Linked DNA regions of Sus scrofa: regions 1, 2 and 4 are each linked to region 3. Evidence: chromatin contacts called from public Hi-C and HiChIP or PLAC-seq data. All regions are on one chromosome and are shown on one strand. Each heading gives the region's core, a stretch centred on a gene start, on an enhancer-like site or on the middle of the called end of the contact. The rest is flanking DNA. Distances are from core to core; before and after follow the strand shown. Region 1 has its middle 170 kb from the start of FAM43A. Region 2 has its middle 210 kb from the start of FAM43A. Region 3 holds the start of FAM43A (protein FAM43A). Region 4 has its middle 250 kb from the start of FAM43A.

The links. Hi-C and Micro-C count contacts between places; a contact is called where the count stands out from the background. HiChIP or PLAC-seq counts read pairs in DNA pulled down with a chosen protein or histone mark.
Region 1: an H3K27ac HiChIP or PLAC-seq map of skeletal muscle shows a contact between it and region 3. The contact joins the enhancer-like site here to the promoter of FAM43A in region 3. A contact is called at or near these places in 1 of 5 promoter capture datasets (liver), 9 of 47 Hi-C or Micro-C datasets (blood, embryonic fibroblasts, epiblast stem cells and 5 more) and 2 of 2 datasets of contacts at active chromatin or transcription factors (alveolar macrophages and skeletal muscle).
Region 2: a contact with region 3 is called in a Hi-C map of subcutaneous adipose tissue, with 2.0 times the contacts expected there. The contact joins the enhancer-like site here to the promoter of FAM43A in region 3. A contact is called at or near these places in 7 of 47 Hi-C or Micro-C datasets (embryonic fibroblasts, heart right ventricle, liver and 3 more) and 1 of 2 datasets of contacts at active chromatin or transcription factors (skeletal muscle).
Region 4: a contact with region 3 is called in a Hi-C map of skeletal muscle, with 6 times the contacts expected there. The contact joins the enhancer-like site here to the promoter of FAM43A in region 3. A contact is called at or near these places in 2 of 5 promoter capture datasets (both in liver), 12 of 47 Hi-C or Micro-C datasets (alveolar macrophages, embryonic fibroblasts, epiblast stem cells and 8 more) and 2 of 2 datasets of contacts at active chromatin or transcription factors (alveolar macrophages and skeletal muscle).

What each region holds. Positions count from the first base shown.
Region 1 is chr13:131,835,335-131,838,553 of Sscrofa11.1, reverse strand. No RefSeq gene overlaps it. Among named protein-coding and RNA genes, the nearest start is that of FAM43A, 170 kb to the right of the region's middle. Within about 2 kb of position 1,458, at least 8 of the 83 cell types and tissues checked have an H3K27ac peak or open chromatin away from gene starts, as enhancers often do. A contact at or near this core is called in retroperitoneal adipose tissue and skeletal muscle, where this site is marked.
Region 2 is chr13:131,873,797-131,876,988 of Sscrofa11.1, reverse strand. No RefSeq gene overlaps it. Among named protein-coding and RNA genes, the nearest start is that of FAM43A, 210 kb to the right of the region's middle. Within about 2 kb of position 1,743, at least 17 of the 83 cell types and tissues checked have an H3K27ac peak or open chromatin away from gene starts, as enhancers often do. A contact at or near this core is called in liver, retroperitoneal adipose tissue, skeletal muscle and 1 more, where this site is marked.
Region 3 is chr13:131,660,720-131,663,837 of Sscrofa11.1, reverse strand. It overlaps FAM43A (protein FAM43A), which reads right to left and starts at 1,364. Exons shown (of 1, transcript XM_003132600.4): 1 at 1-1,364. The coding sequence starts at 353.
Region 4 is chr13:131,909,009-131,912,459 of Sscrofa11.1, reverse strand. No RefSeq gene overlaps it. Among named protein-coding and RNA genes, the nearest start is that of FAM43A, 250 kb to the right of the region's middle. Within about 2 kb of position 1,634, at least 16 of the 83 cell types and tissues checked have an H3K27ac peak or open chromatin away from gene starts, as enhancers often do. A contact at or near this core is called in alveolar macrophages, liver, omental adipose tissue and 2 more, where this site is marked.

The sequences.
Region 1 (3,219 bases), core at 209-2,708, 170 kb before region 3:
AGCCTGCACCCAGGGTTCAAGTGAGGCAGGGGCAGGCTCTGGGGCCCCCGCTGGGTCCACCACCCTGGTGGACCCCTGCCCTTCAGACCCCTTGGGACCAGGGAAGGAAAGCAGATGGTACTCTGCTGGGGCCACTGAGGTCAGAGCTGCAGGACCCCATCCTTGCCCCTCTGGCTTGTGCCTATTCCTCCCTATAGGGTGATCCAGCCCTCACATGCCCTTTTCTGAGCCTGCCTCCTGTTGCATCTTGACCTCCCTGGGTGTTTTCACTTTCCCCAGCCTCCATCTCGAGGTTTTGGAGACTGGACTCTAACTTGACTCTGTTTTCACCAAGCGTGGGGGACCCTGTTGGAAGGGCCCAGGTCGTGCTTCCCCTGGATGGGGCCCAATGTGGCGTCCTCCCCTTCCCTCTCCTCCCCCTCCCTCTCCCCCTCTCCTCCTCCCTCCACCAGGCAGGCTGAGCTAGAAACCACAGGAAGGGGCTGGGTTGCCTTTGGCTGCTGAGGCTGAAAGCTGGAGGTGGGGGACTCAGGAAACCCAGGCTTGATTCCAAAGTGAATTGGAAAGATCCCCAATGGCCAGGGGATACCTTAGATACATGAGGCTCTAAAAACCTCTGAGTGGCAAAGGACTTTTTTTAGTTTCCGTTAAACTTCAAAACTTCTGCTTTGAAGCACACTCCTACCGATGAGGAATAATACGTCTTTATATTAATTCTCGTAAATAGAATGCATGGTCAGGGGAGGAATCAAAAAACTGTAAAACAGGATAAAAGGCAAAGGAAAGGCCCCTTCATCAGCCCTGATCCCACATTCTCACTCCCCAGAGGTAAATTGTGAGCAGTTTCCTGGGGCAGTTAGGTTTCAAAGAAACACAATTCAGGATTGAAGCTGCAGACTCTGGGTGGTGTGTTTGGAATGCAAAGGAGGAGTGTGCGTGTGTACATGTGGGAGTGTGGGCGTATGTGTGTGTGCGTGTGTGCGCACAGGCCGTGGGTTACTAACACAGGCTCTGCTGTCAATAGCCTGGGTTCAGATTCCAGCTCCTCTGCTCCCAGCTGTGTGGCAGGTTGGGCCATTTGCTTCACTTTTTAGCACCTCGGTTTTATTATTTGTAACTTGTAAATCATGATAATATTCGTCCTACCCAGTTGTAGAGATTAGAGGATTTTTCAGCTCATGAAACGTCTATGAACCTGCAAAAGGCGCTATGAAAACTGCTCATCTGCGCCTCAGTCCCACCTCCTTCCTGAACCAACGATAATTCCAGTAAGTCCTCCAGCGTGTGTACCGCCGTAGAGTTTACAATCCAGGGCACAGACTTTCCCAGGATGCAGACACATGATCCCCAAAGAGATGAAGAAACCCGGGAGCAGCCACTTGGCTCAGGTCTAGAGCTGTATGTGCCAGATTTGGGCCCAAACCCCAAACAGCGTGGTTTTCGGCTGCTCCCATGGGGACCTCAGTGGCTGTCTGAGACGTGAGCACAGGAGCATGTGACGCTGGGCTGAGGAAGGGCTCCTTCCTGCAGATCCCCTGTCACCCCTCCAACTCCCTCCAGGAATCCGGCCTCGTGATTTTGATGTGACCACTGGGACAGCCATCAGGCCTCTTGTCCTGGGCTCAAGCCACAGGTCTCAGGGGCAGAAGCATCTTTGGTCAAGTGTCTGTCTTCTTCCCTCCCCTTCTCCTTGATGAGTGTTTATCATTTTAAGCAATTTAATCACTTATCGTCTGGTATCTTTACAAAGGTATTGCTTTTTTCCGTATCATGAAAGTGGTGCCTATGACGTATTGAAAGCATAAACAAGCAAACAGAAAGTGAGACTAAATATCACAGCAGAATTGTTTTCTGCCTTCAAGGAGTGTCTTCTCTGGCTCCCAACTTGCCCAGTGATGCCCACCAAAAGCAAGGACTCTTCAGCCAAGGATTTGTGTCAGCCCCTCTGAGCTTCAGCAACAAGCTGATATCGTATGAAACTTCCCGAGTCACAGGATCACTGATTACAATGATTTTGAGCTGCAAATTTCTGATGTAATTAGATGACACCATGATGTAATAATTTTTAAAGCTGCTGCTTTTTAAATTTCTTTTTACATTTTAATTTATTCTTTTATACATGTGCCTCTTACTTGAAAAATGAAGTTAAGAACTCCACCCCTCAGGTGGAATTTGACAAAGTGCTCGGAAAAATCAATTTGGTCCGCGGATGTGAAAGTGCCTCCCTGCCTCGGCTCTGACTCTTTGATATACTATCACTGGGTTGTTTGAGCAAGAAAATAAACTTGTTGTAGGGTTTCTACAAACTGTTATCTTGCGTCATGGAACTCAAAGACCAGTGGGGCAAGAGGAGCAGGTAACATGCGGTTACCATGGGGGACACTGAGTGTTATTATAAAGATGTTTACCAAGGGTGATGGGAGCACCAGGATGGGGCACTGCCTCTTCCTGCAGAGGAAAGAAGGCCTGGAGATGCTTTACCAGGGAGCTGGACATTGAGCAGGAACTTGAATGACCTTTAGGGGTTGGGAGCACCAGGATGGGGCACTGCCTCTTCCTGCAGAGGAAAGAAGGCCTGGAGATGCTTTACCAGGGAGCTGGACATTGAGCAGGAACTTGAATGACCTTTAGGGGTTGGTTAGGCAGAGAAAGGATGGCGGGAAGAAAGATGCGGCAGGTAGGTAGGTGTGGCCAGGACCCTAAGGGGTGGGGGAGGTGGAAGGGGTAGGGTGTGAGCCAGAGTGGGGTGGGGTCCGAGGGATCAAGAGGGATCAAGAGATGAGACTTGCAGGTTAAGGATCTGACGTTGCCTCTATGAGGACACGGGTTCAATCCCTGGTCTCACTCAGTAGGTCAAGGATCTGGTGTTGCCTCGAGTCACAGACGCGGCTGGGATCTGGCATTGCTGTGGCTGTGGTGTAGGCTGGCAGCTGTAGCTCCGAGTTGACCCCTAGCTCCGGAACTTCCACGTGCTGTAGGTGCAGCCCTAAAAAGGAAAAAAAAAAAAAAAAAGACGAGGCTGAAAGAGGTGATTGTGAAGGAACTTGCTGCCATGCTGAAGATGTGGGTCATGATGAATTTGGACCTCGGGACCCCTACCCTCTGTTTGTTTTCGAATCCCTGGGTCTGATGCAGGCAGGATGGAGGAAGAAGGGCTCAGCCTCAGGAACCCCCAGGGGACGTGCTGGGCAAGTCAGCTTGGGGAGGACGGGAGGCTGC
Region 2 (3,192 bases), core at 494-2,993, 210 kb before region 3:
AATAGCAATGCATGGCATTAAACATAGGCTGACTCTATCAGATAAATCCAACATTGAGTAGGAGAAGACGGTGCAAGATGCCTTACAGAGACTTTGTCCTCCCTCTTTTGAGAAACTTCAGAACAATCTTGCACACATTTGGGCATATTCAGAGATGGGCTTGCAAAAAGTTAAATTAAGTGTTCTAGAAGTTTTAAATTTACTTTCTTCTCTTTTACTTATCAGTTTGAGCATTCTCCAAATGACATTCTTTTGGGGGGAAAATAGTCTGAAACTTCATGAAATATATGTTTAAGCTATAGTAGGTAATAAAAATATGGCATCTGCATAGTCAATTATAATTTCCATGAGAAGATGGGTGTGAGCAGAGTTCTAGAAGCCTTTTGCTTTGCCTTTGTGTCTCTCTTGAGTAATTTCCTCTCACATCCTTCTGTCCCTAGGCCTAGAAACCTGGTAAATAAGCAAGCCCCGGAGAAATCCAGAGAGCCAGCAACATCCTGGAAATTTGAGGCCATGAGGTTAAGCACAAAAATGCTCTCTTTCCAGGAAGGAATGATTGAATCAGAGCAATGACCTTGGCATCCAATTAGTCCTTGTCCAACTTTTCCCACTCTTTTCCTCTCTGCCCCCTCCCCTTGTGCCCTCAGCTGGGGAGAGGGGGCTGGGACTGCACCCAGCTCTCTTGCATAAGCCATTCCTGTCTTTGGCATGTGCCCCAGGACTTTCTGCATCCACAAAGCAGGGCTGAGTCAAGCTTCCTCTCCAGCTCCGAGAAGAATGCCTGTCAGGAAGCTCAATTATTTCGAGAATGTGAAATACAGTATTTTAATGGAGTCATTTTCCATGTCGCTGTAGAAAAAGGATGTTGCATTTGTTGTTGGTCTATCTGCAAATGAGTCTTATTCACACCAGAGAGCTTTCCTGATTTCGACACAACCAACTCTGGGTACTTTTCTCTGCCACCAAGAGATTTTGGCTGTGGCTTTCTCTCCACAGGTGCAGTGCACTGAGACGGGCTGTTGAAATGTAGGAGGTGTTCTTAGGAAAAGGGACTGACTTTGGAACTAATCCTGTGATTACAGTGCCAACCTTAAAGCAAAACATCAAGCAGGGCGTTGGCATTTATTTCTAGATACTGTGCCTGGTCCTAAAATGAAACCATGATGCTAGCAGCAGGGCAGGAGAAACCAGTGCCTCTTGTGCTATTTGGCTGCTAACCATATGGATAAATTTTCCAACATTTTACTTTTGGTTGATGTTCTTCCCATAATAAACACCAAACCAGTCAGTACCAATAGACGGTTTTTGGCAATAGAGTCAAATTCCATTAGTCAAATGCCTCACTTTTCTTTATTTAGGATGGTCTGTTGGAGCCTCTTCTTTGTTGGAATAGTTTTATATGTATCACAGTAAAGATGATGAAAATAAATAATTAAAATAACAAAGTTGAAAGTATAAGTCATATTGCTGGGCTACGGAGCTCCAAATGCTTCACTACTCTCACACACACACACACACACACACACACACACACAATCCTTGTGTAGCAGTCATTTTCCAGATAAAACTGAGCTACACAAACATACTTTGGGTATGTGTGATTTCACTTAAAACACGCGCCCTGGATCAGAGACCTATTGCAAAATCCAGTCAATTCAGGGAAATGAATAATCCTTACTCTTGGATCACTTTGAGAGGGTTCAGGCTTATTCAAAGCCAGAAAAAGAAATGTTTTTTAGAACCAAAGCTTCCTGTGCTGTGTGGAGCTCTAGTATGACTTCACTGAGGGGAAGTAAAGGCAGAGGAAGGGAATGTCCTGGGAAGAGGCCAAGTGACCAGACCAAGGCTTAGAGATCTCTGAGATGCACCTACGTAGGTCTGGCCTGCCCTGCTCAGCAGTTTGCCTGCCCCTCCCCCTGGGGGGCGGGGAGTGGAGGAGAGAAGGGCAAGTGTCCTTGTTTGGATGTATGTTTTGCGGATGAGGGATAGGTTGTTAACATTTTTTTGACTTTGAAAATGCTCTTGACTGCCTGCTGCACCAAACTTGCTTTACTAGCTTAGAAGACAAATATGACTACATCTGTTCGCAATGTTCCTGCCAACCACTGTTGCCACCCCCACAGCCAAATTCACGGGAAGTCCTGTCCCTTTCCTGGTAACAACCAGGAATTCTCAAGTGCTTTCAGAGTAGAAAGAAGGACAAACCACCAGGGTTCTGCCTGAGAAGATCCCTCTGCTCCTCCCCAGGCTTACATGCCCACCACCAATGAAAAGGTGCTGGGAGGGGGATGGAGTCTCTACACCTAGGGGAGAGCAAGGATCCATTGCTTTCCCAACCCTACACCCAAGTTTCCCGCCCAGGAGGAGGTTGGAAAAAAGGGGATAGAGCTACTCGGTTCTTTCCTGCTAGCTGGTCCCAGACCCAATCAGCTCAGGCCAAGTTTATAAACATGTGGCTCTTCCAAAGGATGAAGTCAAGGATGCTTTGGGGCTCTTCCTCCCAGGAGATTCCTTGACTCTCCAAGTTTACCAGCCCCTTCCTAGAGGAGGGCAGTGGGATGAAATCTCCACATCTGTGAATAATTCTAGGTTTAACCCCTCCCTACTGCCAAGTTGAATTATATGTCCATGGTACAAAGGTTTTGCAAGACACAAGGAGGCTGTGATATTTAATTGTGTCATTTGCTAGAGAGCTTGAGACTTGAGGCAGGAACTAGGAAGTCTCAACATGTATTCCTAAGAAGTCTACTTCCACCTGAGACGTCTGCCCCAAGTAGAGAAGACACCTGGTAGTAATAATAGTAGTTTTGGGATCTGCCCACTTAAGCATGTGGGACTAATTCAGAGTATATATAATCTAATTTTTAAATAGTGTATATAATTATTTTGAATTCAAATAAACTGTTCTGATTGCTATATTTTTCCCCTAACATCTTGTTTTAAGATTCTCAGTCCTACAGAAAATTTTCAAGAACAGTACAATGCCATACACTTATGATCTGTGTACTTTTCTGTAATACTTCAGTAAAAGAAGACTAAGACTAGCACAGTGAACACATATATATCCTTCAACTAGATTCACCAGCTTTAATGTTTTGCCTAATTTTATCTCTGTCTCTCTGCACACACACACATTCATTTATATATTAAAATATGTATGGGGTGTTCCTTGCTGGCTCAGTGGGTTGGCAT
Region 3 (3,118 bases), core at 115-2,614:
ATACCCTGCGCACTCACAGTCAGCTTCATCTTGGTGCCCTGACGGCCCGCCTCGCTCTTGCTCCAGATCTTGCCCACCGCTAGGTCAGTGCAGCCGTCGCCGCGCGCCTGGATGGTGGTGGCATTGCCCAGGTAGAGCACGGTGTAAGTAGGGTCCTCGCTGGTGATATGCAGCTTCTTGCGCTTGGAGCGGAACATGCTTCCCACCCTGCTGAGCGCGCCTTCGGGGCAAGCCCGAGCCAGCGAGCTGAGCGCCGAGTAGTGCAGGCTCACCGCGTAGCCCTTGGGCTTGGACGCCTGCCGTGGCGGCGCCTCGGCCAGCAGCTCGAACTTATGCTTCTTCCACGGCAGCATCTCCGGAGGGCGCCCCCGCGCAGCTGGCGGCGGTGGCGGCGGAGCGCCGGGTGGAAGCCCGGCTGAGCCACCCGCCCCGGCCGGGCTGGGCCCGGGCAAGACCGAAAAATAAAACTCTGCTGGGAGTGGCCGGGTCGGAGGGAGTGGGGGCGGGGGCGTGTATAGCGCTCCGGAACCCCGCCGAAAGAGGTAGGGAAAGAATTTTTAAAAAGAAGAAAAGGTTTAACTGCGGGAGTTGGGGGGAGGGGGGACGAACACAGATTTACCCCAGCCTGGGCAGGACGAGGGCAAAGAGTCTTAGGCAAGCCAAATGAGAGAAAGACAGCACGAGAGTGGAGCGGAAAATGTCTTTAGGAAAAAAAAGAGAGAGAGAGAGATACGCGCGTGCAAATAAATGAGAGAGCCCCAGCAAGAGCAGCCGGGATGGTGCGAGAATACGCAGGAACTCCTCGGCGAAGGTGAAAAGGGCCCCCCTCTCACATTCACACACTCAACCCCCAGGGCTAGGGCCAGAAACCGCGGAAACAACCGCGAGTGTGCCCAGGAGCCAGTGCTCCCCACCCCAAGGGGTGCTGGAGGCAAAAAGCCCCTCGGCCGAGCGGGTCCCAGAATCAGCTGCTTGCCCCAAGTGCACTCAGATGGTGGGTCCGGCTGGCCCCAGCGGGCCCCGCGCAGCAGTCCTTCGGTGGGTCACTGCATCTTCGCTCCGGCAGGACGCCGGGGACTCCGGCTCCGCCGGCTCACTGTCCGGGCTGGCTCGGCCGGGGCAGCGCGGGGCTCCGAGGGCAGGGCACGCGCATAGCCCGCTCCGGGGACGGTCGCTACCTCATTTCTTCCCTCCGGAGAGTGTCCAACTCCGCTCCCGGGATCTCTTCGCTCGGCTGCCCGCCTTTGCAGCGCGCCCCCTCCGGTGCCACGAGCAGTAGCCGCCTCGCCAGCCTCACATCCTTGCCGTCCGAGAGGAAGATCTCGGGTAAATATAGGCCGGCACAAACCATTCGCCGCGCGGGGACAGGGGAGGAGCAGCGAAGAGGCTCCGTTTCGGACTCCGACGCCCCACGGGTTCCTGGTCTCTTAAAGGGACCTGGTTGCAGCCCTTGGACGAGGGAAAGGGGAGACCGGTCCAATCTGGCCATTACAACCCAAATTTACCTGCGTCTCTTTTATCTGCGAAAATCGCCAAGACCTGGGGTTACCCCGCAGGAAAAGCAACCTGAATTCTGACACTCCACCCCTAGGCTGAATCGCAACTCACTGAGTAAATGTGTGTCTCCATCGAAACTTCTGGGGAAGGTGGTGCAAGATGGGATTTAGGCTATAATTCGATATGCCCAAAGGTAGGGGAAATAGTGATTCCGCGTGTGACTGCTGAGAATGACTGGGTGACGTTTAATTTTTTTTTTTCAGAATTGTATTTTATTAAAATAAAGAGGGGCAAGGAAACCACTGAGACTTATCTCTCACTATGGAGGAACCCTTTCTCCACAGGTACAGAGCAGACAGTGAACAGTGAGATGAGTGGTAGTTGACGATTAGAAGTAATACTATAGTATAGATCTGACAAATAAGGTCTTACCACTCCTAACCCCCAGCAATGCTCCTTCCATCAGCCTCAGAGTAGAGCGGGTTATAGAGATGTATACCATTTCTAAGTAATGCTTGGGTCTGGTTGGAATTCATTTTACTTTGTCAGGCCAGTCATTCGGTTTTATTACATCCTTGTCACATTATGGATAAGAATTCCTAGTAAAAATTCAAAGGACTTTTTAAATTTGTGTCAAATAATGCCCGGCCGCCCTACACCAAGAATGATTAGCATTAATCATTCTTTTCTCTAGTGCCATCTGGACAATGTCGCTTTAATCATCTGACCGGCCTGACCCTTGGCTAGTAACTCATTTCTGGGCCCTTAAAACAACCGGATTGCCTCTATGTTCTGCTCAATCAAAGCAAGACCACTTCTAGCTGGAATGGGTCATAAGTGTCTGGATGACTCTGCCTCAAATTCCCAAGCTCATCCCAGAGGAGGGCAGTGGACCCTCCTGCTCCCCAGACCCCATACCCTGGAGATCTGGATGTCTTGGCTTCCAAGTCAGGTCCTGGTTTCAGAACCAGCATAGCTCTTCAATGTAGATGAAATTCTCTGGCCATCTACCCTTTTAACCTTTCTTTGAACTCTAACCCAATTTTCTCAGCGTCATTGGTGCTGAGTTTCAATATAACTAACTTTCCTGAGTACCTTTTGGTGCTAGTCCCAGAGCTGAGAGCAGACTCAATTCCTGTCTCCAACAACCTCCCAGTCCAATGAAGGATGTAAACTTCACCCAGCTCTGGGCTCCTGCTGGAATGCAGGTTCTATGAGAGCCCCTTGTTGCCCCCAGTGCCTGGCATCACTTAATTTTTGAATGAATGAATGAAACATGCATGTGCACAGGAATTCAGAGTGAACAAAATGCCCTGAGAAGGACCCAAAGTATTCTGAGAAACGGGGAGAAAAAAGTTCTTTGTGACTAGGAAAATCAGAGAAAGTTCCACGGAGATGGTGATGTTTAAAGGATGAACAGGATTGTGTCAAGCAGGGAAGAATTGAAGGGCTTTCCAGATATAGAGAGTAGCAAAATTAGAGACCATAAAAATGCATGCCCATGTGCAGGTTAGGGTGGTGTTTAATGATTGCGACAATGAAAGAAGAAAATTTCCTGATCAAACAAGAAAGTCTCCTATTCATGCATTTGGGGCCCTCCTAGTCCCTGAGGGAAGGACTG
Region 4 (3,451 bases), core at 385-2,884, 250 kb before region 3:
CTCTGTTTCTGACCTGGAGGGTCACCAGCTGCATGATCCAGAGAGGAGCCTCGTTTCCTTATCAGGGGCCGGGAGTGGGGGTGGGTGGACTCAGAGGTCTCTAAGGCCCCTGTGACCCTGGTCCTGTAGGAAGGGGAAAGGTCTTCTGGAATAGAATTGTTTTTATCTCAGCAAGCGCTGAAGTCCGACATTTCCAAATGAAGCCTGATGAGAGAAAGAAGGAATACTAATACAATCCTATGATTACATAACATGTATTATCTATATATTTTCCCACATACACAGGAGGGAGAAAAACCATTATACTCAGGACCCTGGGGGGTGGAAATTGGGCTGTATTCTTGATTCTTCTGCTACTTGGTTTCCTCTTAGATTTTGCTTCTTCAACTTGGTCCCGCTCAGCTACGGTCGATTGAACAACTAGGCACTTTCATAAACAGGAGCTCCATCAGCTCCTTTTATGCTCTGGTTAGTTTTTCTCTCTAGAGCTTCTTTGCGTCTGTCCAGAGGAACCTGTGAGCTGTCTTCCCATGTCTGTGGTGGGGTGGAGACGTTGCAGGGGGGTTGCCGGACCTGGTAGGGAATTTGACTACATGAGGTCCTGACTCACCTTGATGCCAGACAACTCAGTTCTGAGGAGTTTCGCCTCAGCCATATTAGTCAGGGCTCTTGCAGGTAAACGTGACAGAAACCCAGCTCACACTCGCTTACACACAAAGGAAAACCGTGGGCTCAGGAAACTGGGCAAGATGAGTGGAGTGGACAAGGGGCACCTCTGGATTGAGGACTCAGCGATGTGGTCAGGTCTCTCACCAACACTCAATCACTTTTCTCTCTTTGTGAGTTGTCTTCATTTTTTTTTTTTTTCTACCACAAATAGAAATATTTGGCATGGGGTGGAGGGTGGGGGAAAGAGGAGAGGCAAGGCTGCAGACAAGCCAATTGAATCTACTTCAGTTAGTGGCCCTAGAGGAGAGAGACCTTGCTGTCTACAAGTCCCAGGGGAAGGTTCTCATCAGCTGTCTTAGGCCACATGCCCATATCTGGGACCAACACCATATCCAGGCCAGGTTAGGGCAACAGGGTACTGCCATTGGCAGTCAAATAGAATTCTATAGAAACAGGTCAGGTGGGAAGAGCGGTTAGTAAATGAGGGGGCAATGTTATCAGATGGGGGGGATCAGATACTGTGAGAGATCAAAGCAATAGGAAGCCATTAAAGATATGGTAACAGTCAGTGTCCAGTAACCAGAATAGAGAAAATGTAATAGAAAGAACCAGTTATTAACTAGATAACCCAAGGGTAAAAGGAGACCTCTAAGGTGGGACAGAGGTACAAACTTTAGGAAGCAGCCACTTTCCCCTGGCTGAGGGAGCAAAGGGAACATTTAGAAGCACAGGGAGGAGCCCTGCAGAGCTGGAACTCAGTCTTGGGAGGAGGGAGGGGCCTGTGCCTGGGCCCAGACTCCCAGCAGGGGCGCCAGCTGGCTGTGGACAGTGTCCTTGGGGGGCAGGGTGGGGTGAAACAGGTTCTACAGGAGCTGGAAAAGCTGCAAACTGGAGTCAGCTGCTGCTCCAGTTTGGCCCGGTCTTGGGCCAAGGGAAAAATTGTGCTGGGATGGTGCTCACAGAGACAGGAAGCCCACAGGAAGCAGACGGGGAACAAACAGGAAAGAGCGAGCAGGCTCTCCCGCCTCCAGCCTGTAGACTCCCTCTTGCGCCCCCTATCAGCAGAGCTAACAGCGCCAGCCTGCAAAGCCAAGGGTGAGTATGGAATCCCAGCTCCAGCCCAGCACAGACACAGTGACTTGGTAATTGACCCTGATGTCTTACTGCAGGGGTTCTGGTTGGTGTGGCCTTCAGAGCAGCAGTCTGTCTCCCTCAGGAGGCTGTGGACTTCTGGAGGTCAGGGGCATGACTGATCTATCTGTGTCCTTCTCAGGGTCTGGTACCCTGCCTGGGGGGATCCTGCCCTACTGTGTTCATAATGCTGAAATGTACCGCAGGAGGTCAAGGGGCCAGTGGGTCCTGGGGCAGCTCCAGCCCTGCCTGTCCAGCCTTTACAGTTCCTGTCTGTCTTCCCTCGGACTGTGATTCTAGGCTCTCCCTGGAGTCCTGTGAAGCAGGGATGGGGCATTGAACACTGACTGTGAACACCCCGGGGCAGGCTCTGTGCAGCCTGGTTGGTATGCCCACAACCCTCTTCTCATCCTCACTCACTTTCTGATGAGGTCCCAGCTCCACTTCTAACAAGGTTTGTGGCTTTGGGCAAGTTATTGGACCATCCTGAGCCCCAGTTTCCCCAGAAAGCCCCCTTCAGTCCTTTAATCTCTTCACTAAGAGACAAGCTTGGTCCTCTCCATCCCATGTCCAGCTTCCTTCCTCCAATCCCCCTTCCCCATCATCCTGCTTCTTAAAGGACTGACAATTTCACATCGTATTTAGGCTTTGAAAAGCAGTCAAGACTAGCAAGACAGAGATCTGTGTAGCTCAGAGGAAAGTAAACATTCAGGACAACTGGGACTTGCTGAGCAGGGCTGTGGGACAGCTGCAGGATGAAGCAAGCCCCTGTGGTGTGGCGTGGGGAGCAAAGGAGGAGAGAAGGCAGGAGGGAAAGGGGCTCTGCGTCTACCCTAAGGAAGCAGGAGAATAGGGGGCTCCCAGTGAATTCCAGATCCCTTGAGTGTTTGAGCCCGACCTCTCAGGTGAAGGCCTGAGCCTCCCAGCCTCCAGCTGCTTCCACAGGGGCAACAGTCCCCATGGGGGTAAAGGGCCCATAAAGACTTGGTGTGGCCATGTAGGCAATGGGATTAGGCCAGTGACCGATACAGAGAAAACACGCCAATGACAAAGGGTAGCTCTAGCTGCATTAGAGCCCTGACCACATTCTGGCCTGTGTTAAAGGTTTCTGTGTGTAAGCTTCTCTTTCTCACTAACCTCAAGTTCTTTAAGGTAGAGGCTGTGTCCAATTTTTCTCTGGTGATGTTCTGCCCAAAGAATATGGGGAAGAGGGGTATATCTGGAGACCAAGGTCAAGGCTGGGTGAGGATTAGGAGGGCCTCCTGTGGCAGCGTGGCCCTAGATCACGGCTGTGAGCTGAGGCAGAGGCGTGAGTGGTGGAAGATGGGACATTTCCCAGTGAGGGGCCCTGGCAGGCAGGCAGACAGGATCAAAGCACAGCACCCTCTTTCCCAGCCAGAAGAGAGTTCACCAAAGACCCTGGCACTCCAAGGGGAGGCTAATTGGGTCCTGAGGGCTGACAAGGGTTCCAGGACCCTCTTGGCATCCTTCCGGCCAAAGAGCACCTGCTTCCTTAGGAATTTAATTTCCCTTTATTGAATGCAGCTCTCAGATGAGGCATAGTTTGGGCCATTTCTTTTCATTCTTTTCTTTTTTTTGAAATGAGCCACTCTTGTGAGAAGATTCCAGCACCTGGCACCTTTGAAATACT